4 separate regions of the Mus musculus genome follow, and all the other regions are linked to region 1. Evidence: chromatin contacts called from public ChIA-PET and HiChIP or PLAC-seq data. All regions are on one chromosome and are shown on one strand. The core of a region is the stretch at or near the end of the contact, and the rest is flanking DNA. Distances in the headings are between cores, read along the strand shown.

The links. ChIA-PET counts read pairs in DNA pulled down with a chosen protein or histone mark. HiChIP or PLAC-seq counts read pairs in DNA pulled down with a chosen protein or histone mark.
Region 2: a contact with region 1 is called in an RNA polymerase II ChIA-PET map of memory CD8 T cells, with 48 read pairs. The contact joins two enhancer-like sites. A contact is called at or near these places in 2 of 484 Hi-C or Micro-C datasets (bone marrow-derived macrophages and embryonic stem cells) and 11 of 115 datasets of contacts at active chromatin or transcription factors (Th17 cells, embryonic basal ganglia, embryonic stem cells and 4 more).
Region 3: a FOXA1 HiChIP or PLAC-seq map of pancreatic cancer cells shows a contact between it and region 1. The contact joins two enhancer-like sites. A contact is called at or near these places in 5 of 484 Hi-C or Micro-C datasets (embryonic stem cells and pancreatic cancer cells), 9 of 115 datasets of contacts at active chromatin or transcription factors (Th17 cells, double positive thymocytes, embryonic stem cells and 2 more) and 1 of 9 other capture datasets (embryonic stem cells).
Region 4: a contact with region 1 is called in a BATF HiChIP or PLAC-seq map of CD8 T cells, with 12 read pairs. The contact joins two enhancer-like sites. A contact is called at or near these places in 1 of 15 datasets of contacts at CTCF or cohesin (CD8 T cells), 12 of 484 Hi-C or Micro-C datasets (the Ba/F3 cell line, the HL-1 cell line, the N1E-115 cell line and 8 more), 6 of 115 datasets of contacts at active chromatin or transcription factors (CD8 T cells, bone marrow-derived dendritic cells, embryonic stem cells and 3 more) and 1 of 9 other capture datasets (embryonic stem cells).

The regions. Positions count from the first base shown.
Region 1 is chr8:57,574,878-57,577,994 of GRCm38.p6, reverse strand. The region is part of intron 2 of Galnt7 (polypeptide N-acetylgalactosaminyltransferase 7); the gene reads left to right. Among named protein-coding and RNA genes, the nearest start is that of Gm25379, 27 kb to the right of the region's middle. Within about 2 kb of position 1,619, at least 206 of the 459 cell types and tissues checked have an H3K27ac peak or open chromatin away from gene starts, as enhancers often do. A contact at or near this core is called in the Ba/F3 cell line, CD8 T cells, the N1E-115 cell line and 4 more, where this site is marked.
Region 2 is chr8:57,757,720-57,760,836 of GRCm38.p6, reverse strand. No RefSeq gene overlaps it. Among named protein-coding and RNA genes, the nearest start is that of Gm2921, 41 kb to the left of the region's middle. Within about 2 kb of position 1,481, at least 6 of the 459 cell types and tissues checked have an H3K27ac peak or open chromatin away from gene starts, as enhancers often do. A contact at or near this core is called in memory CD8 T cells, where this site is marked.
Region 3 is chr8:57,731,149-57,734,265 of GRCm38.p6, reverse strand. No RefSeq gene overlaps it. Among named protein-coding and RNA genes, the nearest start is that of Gm2921, 67 kb to the left of the region's middle. Within about 2 kb of position 1,440, at least 30 of the 459 cell types and tissues checked have an H3K27ac peak or open chromatin away from gene starts, as enhancers often do. A contact at or near this core is called in pancreatic cancer cells, where this site is marked.
Region 4 is chr8:57,426,154-57,429,270 of GRCm38.p6, reverse strand. No RefSeq gene overlaps it. Among named protein-coding and RNA genes, the nearest start is that of Gm34099, 25 kb to the right of the region's middle. Within about 2 kb of position 1,455, at least 64 of the 459 cell types and tissues checked have an H3K27ac peak or open chromatin away from gene starts, as enhancers often do. A contact at or near this core is called in the Ba/F3 cell line, CD8 T cells, the N1E-115 cell line and 3 more, where this site is marked.

The DNA.
Region 1 (3,117 bases), core at 370-2,869:
GCATGACTCAGAGCAACTCGTAAGAAGTGAAAATGTGTTTGGGGTGATATCTGACACATATGCACACATATGGGTGGATGGAGCATACACAAAAGTGCACATTTCAATACTTCACTCCAGTTTCTATAAGGAGAATATATGATGGAACTGTATGAACGGCCCAGTTACCCCAAGAACCGTCCTTAACCCACAACCCTTTTATCTAAGAAACGCCAAGATATGTCTGATTTGCAAAGTTTAGCTTCTCAGTTGATCTACCGTATAAGCAAGCTCATTTGAAAGTGGTTTCCAGGTGAGCTTTTGTGACTACTTCTCTTCTTTGAATCCAAAAGATACTTTCTAACCAGCTTGAGATTTTTTTTTTTCACTCCTGGAAACTAGTGTATTTAGGGATTTTCCAGATTCACTTTAAAAATAAGTTCTCTTCTGACTCTCTGCTTCTTCTTTCTCCAGTAAACATGCACATAAAAAGAGATGCACAGGGACACACAGTCCCCTTGGGAATCCCCCAGCTGGGATGGGACACAGATCTGCTTTCCGTTTAAGATTCTGGTTAGCGGCAGGAGGTGTGTCTAGGCAAGCTGAAGTTCTTACAGAAATCGAAGGGTGACACATATAATATCGCCCTTACTTCTGCACAGAGGTAAGAGATTAGTTACCACATTCACAGACTGAGACTACAGAGAATGGAACGTGTGCTGGTGTGTAGTTCTGAGCTGCCTCCTCAGCAGAGCACCCATGATCTTAAATCCCCTTGCCCTCTCTTGGCACTCCTTCCCTGACACCCTCGGGGGCGGGGGGGGGGGGGCAGGCGGGGAGATCCCTCCCTAAAGTGGGGGTGACTCTTCTGCTGCCTGGACCTCATTTGGTTCACATTGATGGTCTTGTTGGAGTTGCAGTTACAGGGGATTTCATTCCCTCCTCCCGGTCACCTGTCACACAAACCATCCAGTGTGTCTGATCGTGAGTTAGAAACTCCCGTTGTCTACATTTGGCTTTTGCCAACCCCTACTCCCAGCCAGAGGTTTAAAATAGCTTCTCAGGAAAGACACACACACACATATGGGGAGCTATGGGTTCAATAAAAGAGCCCGTTTCCAAACCTAAGAGGAAAAGCAGCTATGGGTGAAGACATCCATGTTGACCTCTGTCCTCCACAGGAACACGTGGGTACTTGCACCTACGCATACATTCGCACAACACACGCAACTTTGGAAAGAAAGCAGAGCCTGTTTGCTGCCTATCTGAAATACCAACAGGGATGCCAGGGGATGCTCTCTGGACTTTTCTCTTTCTAGAATGTCTCAGGCTGTGAGGCTGTTCTCTCTGCCAAGTGATTAGCCTGTGCTGTCCGCTAAAAGGTCAAGTCCTCAGAAAAGAGAACCACTTCCAGTAGATCCAGACACTTCCAGCAGTGGCCACTGCTGCCGTGTGGACGCTCAGAGCAAATAGCAGGGGATAGGCCTGTCCTCTGGAGCTCAGCGTGGCTCCTCTGGGAACTCAGTGGCTGAGACTGCGAACAACAGCCAGAACCATTAGCCACGCCCTGCTTATCAGTGTGCAGTTCTTTGCTGTGTGCTGCTCTTGTGTGTCTGGTAAATAGGGAAGTGTCGTTGAGTCATTGTGCAGGTCCTGGGTGTTCAGGGGTTTCCCCTGAGCGTTACTTACAGTTTGGTGGAGATCAGGGGAGGGCCCCTTTGTAGTTTAAGAGGTGAACAGAGTTTATCTGTAAAAACCTTAAGGAAAAGGTCTTTCTTTTTGTGCTGCCTTGTGGCTTCAAAACCGACCGAGTTTGGCAAGATGTTGAGCTGTCTGGGGAAACTACAAAGAGCACTGGGAGAGGCTGAAAAGGACTTGACAGATAAGCAATGCCATCCTTGGATTAGGCTTTTAATTTTCCTTAAATGTCCTGTACTGGAACCTAATGTCTCCCAAGGTGTACGGAATAGAGAACACAGCCTGTGGGGTTTAAGGCCTCAGAGGACGGACTGTGGTAAGAAGCAGAAACACCTGGGGGCCTTTAACTGTTTTCTTTGGCTTTTGCTTTCCTTCAGGATTGGATCTCACAGTCGCTAAACAGGTTTTATGTCCTCCAGTCCTGTCCTTCCTGACTCCTGAAGTCCTGAGTTTGGAATCATCTGATTTCTTCTCATCTTTTCTCCTTGTCCATGAAAAGCTTCCCAGGAATATGCGTGTACCCATTTATCACAAGTACTGAGTTGTAAAGAACAGTCAAAGCCAAACACTGAGGTAGGGCCATCTTATGGTACAGGCGCGACCAGAAGAAAGGGGGCCATTTTCCACATGGAAAATCGGTCACTTTTGTGGAACTGGCTCCTTGTCACACTTAAGAAAAGAGGAGATCCCTCCCTCTGCACTTATTCTAGACTCACAGCTGGCATTCTGCAAAGCAAGCGTCTCTCGGTGAGCAGGTGCTGTCCTTGGGCCACACATTCATGAGACACTCAGGGCGGTAGAGAGGTAGGGCACACTACTGCTGGTAGCCTGTAAAACCCTATGACGATGTCCTGACGCCATACACTAAGCAGATCTCACCTGTGTTTTAGCTGCTGCTGCTGTGTGGGTCTTGGTGATGTTGTTCAAGACCAGGTTGTCAAAGTGGTTGAAGCGAGTTAAAGATCCTTTCTCTGTCTCAAGATTAAGTGGGAGTCTGGCATCCCCACGAGCGAAGGCAAGCTGTTGGATAGGCCTTGAGGCAGCTTCAGCCCTTTTTCTTCAGTGGGGATTGTGGAAGTGGTAGTACGATAGTTAGTTATGTACAGTGCTTATATCCCAAGTACACTTTAAATAAGTTAATTACCTTTGTTCACTGGGAACTAAATATGTGAAAGATGCATCAGCAGGATTGTTGTTTTGTCATTCGTACAATATATAAAATAAACATGTTACAATGTTTTTTTTAAAAAAAAAAAAACAATTTAACCTGGAAGCCAAGCTAATTACACAAGTTACGGCTATATAAATAACGTAGTCTAATTACATTCAGCCATGCCTTTTAGCATGTCACAGGGAAAACAGCCCATGGCTATTCCCTCTTCACTGAATCCTGTGGGAGATCCCATCTTCAAAATGTAGCTAACATGCAGGAGGAAAATC
Region 2 (3,117 bases), core at 232-2,731, 180 kb before region 1:
ATATAAATAAAAAAAGAAAGAAATCTTTTTTTAAAAATGTACCTGTATCAACTTTACTCAATAAGCTAGCTCCCAGCTCCAATGACTTTAATTTAGGACTTTCACTCTTAAATTATACAGTGCTCTAATGTTCTGTGCAAATTAAAATGATATGTAACTTTAAAATAGTAATAAAGTCAAATAGAATAACTATATATAAATGTAAGAATGAATCTGAAAGATAGAGAACATGTTTTATTTCCTTTGCAGGGGTAGGGGAGGAGTATTCAGTAATAGTATCAGACAGAACAAAGTAACACTATGGCCTACCATTAAAAATGTGAGATAGCTTGCCATCTACTTATTCTGTGAATTATTGATTGATTCATTAGTCAAGCATTTACCCAGTAGCTGGGAAATACTAGTTCACATGCATTTACCAAAGTTCATAATACTGCTTCCTGGCAAAGCTTTCCCCTGTGAAGCTGGTCACATAATCAAATTTATAGTAGAACCAGTCAAACGCTCTATAAACCTTGCCAGGGGCTGAAAATCCTCTTAATGGATTAGAAAACCACAGCCAGATGTAACATTTAGAGGAAAGTTATTCTTTATAATAATATTACACTCTGCTACTATTGTTTAATTAAAAAAAAACAACTAAAAAATTTAAAGCAACTGAAGATGACTCAGAAAAATAAGAAAATACTGTGTATTCTTAAAGTCTTCAGCCTTTACAGAATAAAAATGTGTAGTAATCTTCACACAGGAAAATACTAGGAATAGACACCCTTAGGAGTTCAAGATGCTGTCTTCCTTATTCCTAAATTCTCCCTCCTGGCCCAGCTAGCAAAGAGCGTGCAATGGTTCACAAGGGAGCAGTTCTGAATTCTTGTTGGTACGACTGACAGTCTCTTGAACCGTAACTAGATGTTTCACAGTTAATTTGTGGATAACCTGTAAAATCCAAATTTTCTGCACTTTTATTGAGTTAAAAGAACCTGAAACTTTTCCTAAAATAGTGTCTTCTCGGTGGTACTCTGATCTAGCATGAGAAGATGAACAATTTATTCCTGAGAATTGGAGATAAACTGCATTGTGACTGCAAGACATTAGCCATGTGAAAACCATCTATCTTATGTTTGATATGGCAAGATCTTTGAAGCTGTGTGATTTATAAACATAAGTTTCGCTAGTTCATAGTTTTAGAGGCTAAAGTTCCCAAGTCAAGTACTGTTATGTGATACTATTCCTGTAGAGGAATTAGCAAGCATCTACTCAACCCATATAGACAACCATTGACAGTTCAAAGTTCATATATCACACATTGGTATTTCACATTTGTGAACCAATAAGGGGGGGGTTTACTTACAGGTAAGGGGCTATGATAGGAGTAAAAATGACATCTGTAGCACCCAAGCCGGTCCCAGCATGGGTGACAGCTCACCAAAGCTGGAAACCTAGTGTGCATTGCACAACTGTAAGTAGATCAGAAGGTTGGAGAGAGCTCTTTCTAGGTAAGTCAATAGATCTGAGCTTCTTCCTGCCATCTTGGACGATCTCTGCTTCTTCCAGATAGTTCATCATTTTTTAATACCTATCAGCAGACAGTTCAGCTTGTTTCTAAATACATATCAGCAGACATTATAGCTTATATATGCTAGGAGAGAGAGAGAGAGAGAGAGAGAGAGAAAGAGAGAGAGAGAGAGAGAGAGAGAGAGAGAGAGAGAGAGAGAGAGAGGAGTTGTTTACTTCCTGAGTTTAAAGAGCTTCCCTCCAAGATGGGAGGTTTCAATCTCAGAGGAAATGGTTACAGAAAACTTAGTCTCTGGTAAGGTCCTTCTACTTTGTCACAGCATGCTAGACAGAAAGGCTGCATGAGGTAAGAGGAAATAAGAGAAATTACACTAATTCTTTAGTATAAACCTGTTCTCAGGAGAGCTTACCTACTCCTGTTAACTTAACCTACCCCATGAACCCAGCAAGAATCCCTTCATAAGAGCAGTTGTTTTCCACTAGAGTTTGTTCTCTGTCACTGTGATAAAAACACTTAAGAAAATCAAGTTTGGTAGGAAAGGGTTATTTCATCTTGTAGTTCTTAGTCCATTATCAAGAGAAAGCAGGGGAGGAATTCAAGACAGGAAGCAGCAGACAGAAGCTGTAGCACAAATGGTGGAGGAACATTGTTTATGGCTTACTTACCTTGGCTTGCTCAGCTTTCTTCCTTTTAAAGCCCAGGCCCACCCACCCAGGAATGAGGTGCTGCCTACAGTAGACTAGGTCCTCCTAAATCAGCCAGCAACCAAGAAAAATACCCCACAGATAAGTCTGACGGAGGCAACTCTGACTTCCCAGTTAGCTTCCGTTTGTGTCAAATTGACAAAAACTAGCCAGCACAACTGACCGCTTATGATCTTGACACATCACTACCGAATAACTCCCTTATCTTCAAGATATCATGTTAATATCGTAACATAAGGTAAAGCTCAGTCCTACTTTTAAAAGTCCCACAGTCTTTAAAAAAATTCCACACTTTAATAGCTTAGTGTCTCCTTAAAATATCCAAAGTCTCTCAAATGTGGGCTGCTATAAAACACAAAATCAATTTCATATTTTCTTATTTTAAAAAGGGAAGAACCAGGGTGCAATTACAATCAGTTAAAAAACAAAATTTAAATCTAATAACATAAATAGATCACGGTCTGGTTTCTGGAATGTATTTATGATCTTCTGTGCTCCAGGGAGCTTTAGAAGCCCCAATGCTCTAGGTGACCAATGCCACAGCACACACAGGTTGTCTTCTAGGCAGGGTGGTCCACTCCATATCTACTGCTCTCCTTAGTGGTCATCTGATAGGCCTTCCTCTAATATCTTGGGGTCTCTGCCGCAGCTGAAACTTCTTTTTTTTTTTCCTTTTTTTATTAGGTATTTTCCTCGTTTACATTTCCAATGCTATCCCAAAAGTCCCCCATACCCACCCACCCCCAACCCCCTACCCACCCACTCCCCCTTTTTAGCCCTGGCATTCCCCTGTACTGGGGCAGCTGAAACTTCTGATGGCCCCCTGACCTCCTTTGGGACTCTGACCCTCTAAGAAGTTAAAACCCTTAACTTCTCACCATGACCCCTTCAGGTCTG
Region 3 (3,117 bases), core at 191-2,690, 160 kb before region 1:
ATTTCCAAATTCTGAAGTACCAGAGGTTAGGACTTCTGTATGTAAATGGCAGGAAGATACATGTTAAAGGGTTTCCTAAATAGCCATAAAACTAGGAAGAAAGAAATAAGAGACCCACTCTTTGTTGACATTTGTAACAAAAATGGTCATCACTAAATATCAAAAGAGTCATTTGGGAAAATGAGAAGATGGGGTACCCAGGTAACATGCAATATACAACATCTCTGTCCTTTTAGTGGTTAAATATCTTTCATCTCAATTTCCCATTGGATTTCCAGGCTGTAATAATCAATACTGACTGTCAATTGACAGAATCTAGCTTCATTTAGGAGTCAAACCCCTGTGCCTGTGTTTGAGGGATTTTCTAGATTAGGTCAATTGAGAAAGCATAACTCCCCCTCCCCCAGCTGTAGATAGCTCCATTTCATGGTCTGATGGGGTTCTAGATAATAATCTCTGGGGATACAGTGCTCCCAGCCATCCCTAGCCACCAAGCTCATGGCGTACCTGCCATAGTGGACTATAGCCATTATGTGAGCCAAAGAAAGCCTTTCCTTTCTTAATCTGTTTTTGTTGGGGGTTTTGTCGTAGCAGTGTGAAAATTAACTAAGATACAGGCTAAAGCTGCTGCCTGCTCATGTCTAGCAAATCTTCAGCAAATGTTTTTCACTGCCATATAAATCATGTGTTTCCAGAAGTCTTTTCCGTGACATGAAGTAGAATTCCCTCAAGTAAAGAAGAGAGGTACTCCCCTACTCTCCCCACCTCTCCTCCAATCACATCTGCTACCTTGGCCACGAAAGCTGCTGTATTAAAGTGACTCTTTTTGGTTTTTTGTTGTTTTTTTTTTTTCATGACAGCTCTCACCAATCCCTTCTGAGCCCCTCTCTCCATTAAGACTCATTCATGGGGTTCTGGGATAATGCTAAGTTGATCCAACTTTTGCCATGCTAATATGAGAGCATCAATTCAGATCCCTAGAACCCAATGTAATGCTGGATGTTAAGTTTCAAACGCAGACAAACAGCCAAAGTGCTTATTTAAAATATCTAAATGGCTGGATTGTATAGGGAAGACTCTCTGGGGGAAGGGCAGTCAAGCCTCTGGGCTGGAGAGTTGGGAGGCAGGCAGGGGTAGAGGGTGGAGTACATCAGCCATACCCTGTAACAAGTAAGGAATGAAGGAGGCTGGGAGAATTTGGAGGTCAGGACCCCTTTGATATGCTAAATAGGCACATCAACCTTTTGTCCCAGGGTTTGAGACTTAACACTGGAAGCTGCCATTCCCCATTGTGAGCAACAAAAACCCTGTCTTGAACAAGACAGAGGGAGGAGACTGACACCTGAGGCTGCACTCTGGCATCCCCGTGCACCCCATGGCACACATGCACTCAAACAAGTGAACAGGCATGCTTACACATAGCACACACACACACACACACACACACACACACACACACACAACGGACATGAGTCACTCAGGAATGGAATCCTTCCTCACCAGCTGAAACCATTCCACTCCCTGTCTTCAGATTATTTTGTGAATTCGTGTGAATGACAAGCTACTTGTGCAAATAAACACCTCAAAAATCTACCTAGAGTACAGATTTTCCTAAGTCCTCAGGCTTACTCAAGGAGAGATCTGTATTTTGTTGGATTAGTCAACTTTCTGAAATGCACATTTCAGCCATGGTAAACAGGACAGTTCATGTCAGAACTGAAATTGGAAGTCTAAGTGAATGATGACCTGTCTTTGCCATGTATCAGGGGATGGGGCACCTATTAAAACGTAACACAGGGGGAGCTAATCAGAAAGCACATGCCAACAATTTTAGAGAACAAAACAAATATCCCCATTTCCTAGTATTGTATCACGTACATGTTCAAAAAGGTAACGCTAAAATACTGGAGTAAAATATGAAAAGACAATGGACCGTAGACAGTTCTGTCAACAGAGTCCAGAGCGTTAAGGATGAAAAGAAGCCAAGCAGGCCGGGCGTGGTGGCGCACACCTTTAATCCCAGCACTCGGGAGGCAGAGGCAGGCGGATTTCTGAGTTCGAGGCCAGCCTGGTCTACAAAGTGAGTTCCAGGACAGCCAGGGCTATACAGAGAAACCCTGTCTCGAAAAAAAAAAAAAAAAAAAAAAAAAAAAAGAAAAGAAGCCAAGCAAGATTCAAGACATTTCCCATTGTCATTCTAAGCACGCAAGAAAAGCATAAAGATGAAAGCAGGCTTGGGAACTAAACATAGATTAAAGTTTAGCCAGAAGACAAGAAAAGGCGCCACGAAAGGAGAATTGCTGTGGCCAGCCAGGCCCAGAAAGACTAATGCTACACAGGCACGTGTGGGCCCTAGCTTCAAAGTCCTCGATTGGTCTGTTTAATTTGGAGTGTCTGTTCGAAATCATGAGGAGAGAAAGTACACATGAGAGAGGGGAGGGGACGGGGCCTTACAGGTGGGGATAGTCAGATAAGAAAGTGGCACGGGATCAAAGGTTTAAACAGGTTTGGGTGAGTAAGGAGACTGGTGGGAAGTCAGGGGTGGGGAGGAGGGGAGTAAAGGATGGGTTAAGCCCAAATTAATAAAAGCTTTACAGGAATCAACTGCTTTGTAAGTTAATTATACAGTTTTTTTTTAAACAGTTTGAATGAAGACACCCTGCATATGTGGACAATACTTTCCCCAGGTGAGGACATGGACTATATTAAGTGACAATCTTAATGCCATATGTGAGGTACTTCTCTCCAAAGTATTGGTCAGAGAGGCCCCAGATGCCTCCAAACAACACAGCTATTACCATTGGTCTCGGTTGCTCACCACGACTAGATGGTGAGGCCCTACTGCTGAAGGCATAATACACTTTCATTGCAGGACCTTCAGAAATCAAATTAGAAGTTACCAGGATACCACCTCCGTGATGGCTAATTTTCATAATGCCCGATGGTACTGTGCAGATACTGGGGAGACAAATCATCAGTGGGCTTACTACAGCAGAGGGCCCTGCATGCTACAACGCTGACCTGCCAGGCAGTTCCTGTCCACTGGTACAATAATGGAGCCACTATTACAAGGTCACTAACCACCTTCTGACTAGAGCTGAGGTCTGCTCCATGTGA
Region 4 (3,117 bases), core at 206-2,705, 150 kb after region 1:
TTTATGCAGGACTCAAGTCGTAGTAAAATAGCTCAAGAACAGTAGCTTACGCTATATTTCTTGAATTTCAGGTCCCGACTGTTCTTTAAGCCTACAAAAGAATTGAGTCGAAGTGAATTTCTGAAGAATATCCTTGTCCTTACTGCTGTTTCACAGGTGGACAAATAACATTTCCTGGACAGCCAACTGCTTTTTCCCCTGTATCTACACAGGATCTGTTTACTCTATGTGTCTCTTGACATGTGTGAATTGCAGTATAAATAATTTGCTACTGGTAATCGGCACAGATCATGAAAATTGCAAGGCAGGGGGTGACTCATTCAATTTTTATTGAATTATTGATTCTAAATTATTCATCCTCCCCAGCCTTTGCTCCCCTTTCCTGTGTATGCAAAAGACATACTTCTGGGCTTCCAATAGCTTCTTTGTCTTGACCAATGGGGCTTTCTTTGGTCAGTAGGGTGTGCTTTGAATGAATATGTGCCTGAGTGACTTCAATTAGGTCTGCCTTACCACTGACGGTCTCTACCAAAGCACAAAGCCTCCTCCCTCAGCTCCAGCTCCTGGAAGATGACATGGGTCACTGAACTAATCCCTAACAGAGGAGTTGAGCTTATCAGTCACAGCTGACCTATCTATGGTCAGCTCATGAGATGAATAGATGTTTTTTGTGTCTTTTAAATATTGTTGCTTGAGATCTTATTTTATTTATTTTACATGTATGGGTGTTTTGCCTGCATGCGTGTCTGGGCATCATCTGCGTGCAGTGCCCGAGGAAGGCAAAAGAGGGACCAGATCACCTGGAACTGGAGGTTGTTGGCTGATTGGGTTGGGTCTGGGAACTGAACCCAGATCTTCTGGAAAGGCAACCAGTGAGCCATCTCTGCAGTCCCTACACCTTTGTTTTTAATGTTTTCCAGCCACTTCTATTTTTCTAATGTTTAAAAGGCTTTAAATGTGGTAAAAATGTATACACATAAAAATCTATCATCTTATCAATTTTTAAGCGTACAGCTTGGTGCAAAATGCATTTATCTTGTGCACCCATCGCCACCGAATTTTCTTATCATTTCATCCTGTGACACGGAAATTCTGTATGCATTGAACAGAAACTTCCTGTTTCTCCTCACCTCTAGCACCTTTGGGGCACCGTCTTCATCACGACGGCCTCTATCAATGTAACGGTTCTCACGCCGTGACTTACATAGCCGTTCTCTTCTTGTGATTGATTTGTCTAGTGCAATGTCCTCTAAGTTCCTTCATACTGTTGTATATTTGATGTAGAATCATACTGTGCTGTGTATCTACTGTGTTTTGTGTATGCTTTCACATGTAGGTTGTTTCCTCCTGTGAGTAACTCTCAGCAACATTGCTGTGAGCCTAGCTATGCAGAACTCACTTCAAGTCCCCGCTTCCGATTCCATCGAGAGATGGGATTGCCAGATCATATGGTAACTCTGTTCTTATGTTGGTGCTTTCTACAACAGCTCGTCTCCCACCAGCAAAGCTCACCACATCCTTACTGACCCATTATGTGTTTCTTTTATGAGTCATCTTGATGCCTGGGAGGTGCTATCTCAATGTGGTTTTGTACAAACGTTTGCTTTTTAAGCTACGGAGGACTTGGGACTTTTTGTTTGTTTGTTTTATGTTCTTTGCTGTTGTCGATGATATTTTGTTTTGTTTTGGTTGTTTTCTGTGACGAAGGCTGACAGAGTTGGAACACAAGTCTGGCTGATTCCAAAACCTGCAGAAACTACCAGAGAAAAAGGGTATTGCCTCTAGAATGTGTTATTTAATTAATTTGTGATATGGGGAAAAAGAAGAGAGGGGGAGAAGGGAAGTGGTGGGGGAAGGGGGACCGGGAAAGGGAGAAACGGGAGGGAGAGGGGGAGGCAGGGGGAGGGAGATCACATTGTTAAGATTGTTACTCCCTCATTCTCTTTATGGCCCTTCTTTTTATCTTTGTAAAAATCACATATTAAGTCAAATGTAGTGGTGCATGCTTGTAGTCCCAGCTCTTGGGGGTGCAGGTGGGGGAATCAGAAATTCAGGGACAGCCTGGGTTACATGACATCCCGTCTCAAAGAAACCAAAAATAAAGTGTATGAAGCACTTTCTACCCTCTAATATAGTAGGACAGTGGTTCTCAACTTTGCTAATGCTGGTGACCCTTTAATACAGTTACTCATGTTGTGGTGACCCCCCCAACCAGAAAATTATTTTCATTGCTACTTCATAAGTGTAATTTTGCTACTGTTATGTATCATAATATAAATCTCTGATATGCAGGATATCTGATATTTGACCCCACACACACAGGATAGAGAACAGCTGTACTTGGCATTAAGCTTTTTAATGTTTGCAGCATGTTTCTCCTAGCAAATTTTAAGATAGAAAACATTTTTCCACTATAATCCCTATTTATAAAATGTGAGAGATAAAAAGTATTCATAATAAATTATTTATCTATCTATCTATCTATCTATCTATCTATCTATCTATCTATCTATTTATTTTTGATACAAAGCATTTAAGTGAATACACGAGGGGGCACTACCTGGGGAAAGAGGGGAACCATCCAGGGAGGGGCCAGGAATATGGGTCATGTCATTGTGGGAGGGGAGTAATTAAGTACAAAGTACACTGACATGTATATTTTAAAATATCACAATGAAACTATGCATGTTATGAACTATGTATGCTAACCTAAGACGAATAGATATCAAAAGAAAAATTTTTTAAATTAAAAATGATCGAATGGGGCTGGTGAGATAGCTCAACGGGTAAGAGCACTGACTGCCCTTCTGAAGGTCCTGAGTTCAAATCCCAGCAACCACGTGGTGGCTCACAACCACCTGTAATGAAATCTAATGCCCTCTTCTGGTGTGCCTGAAGACAGCAACAGTGTATCTATAATAATACACAAATCTTTAAAAAAAAAAAAAAAAAAGACTGAATGAAATAAAAGACCATTTCTGGATGCTTGCTGTGGTATTTTAATAACGTGGCCAGTAGAGGTCAGAGCTGAGTTTTAAAACATTGTCGATGGCAAATCATTTCATATCTGTGTTTACACAAGAGTCTGTTCATTCTAGGTGTCTCTTGATCTGTATG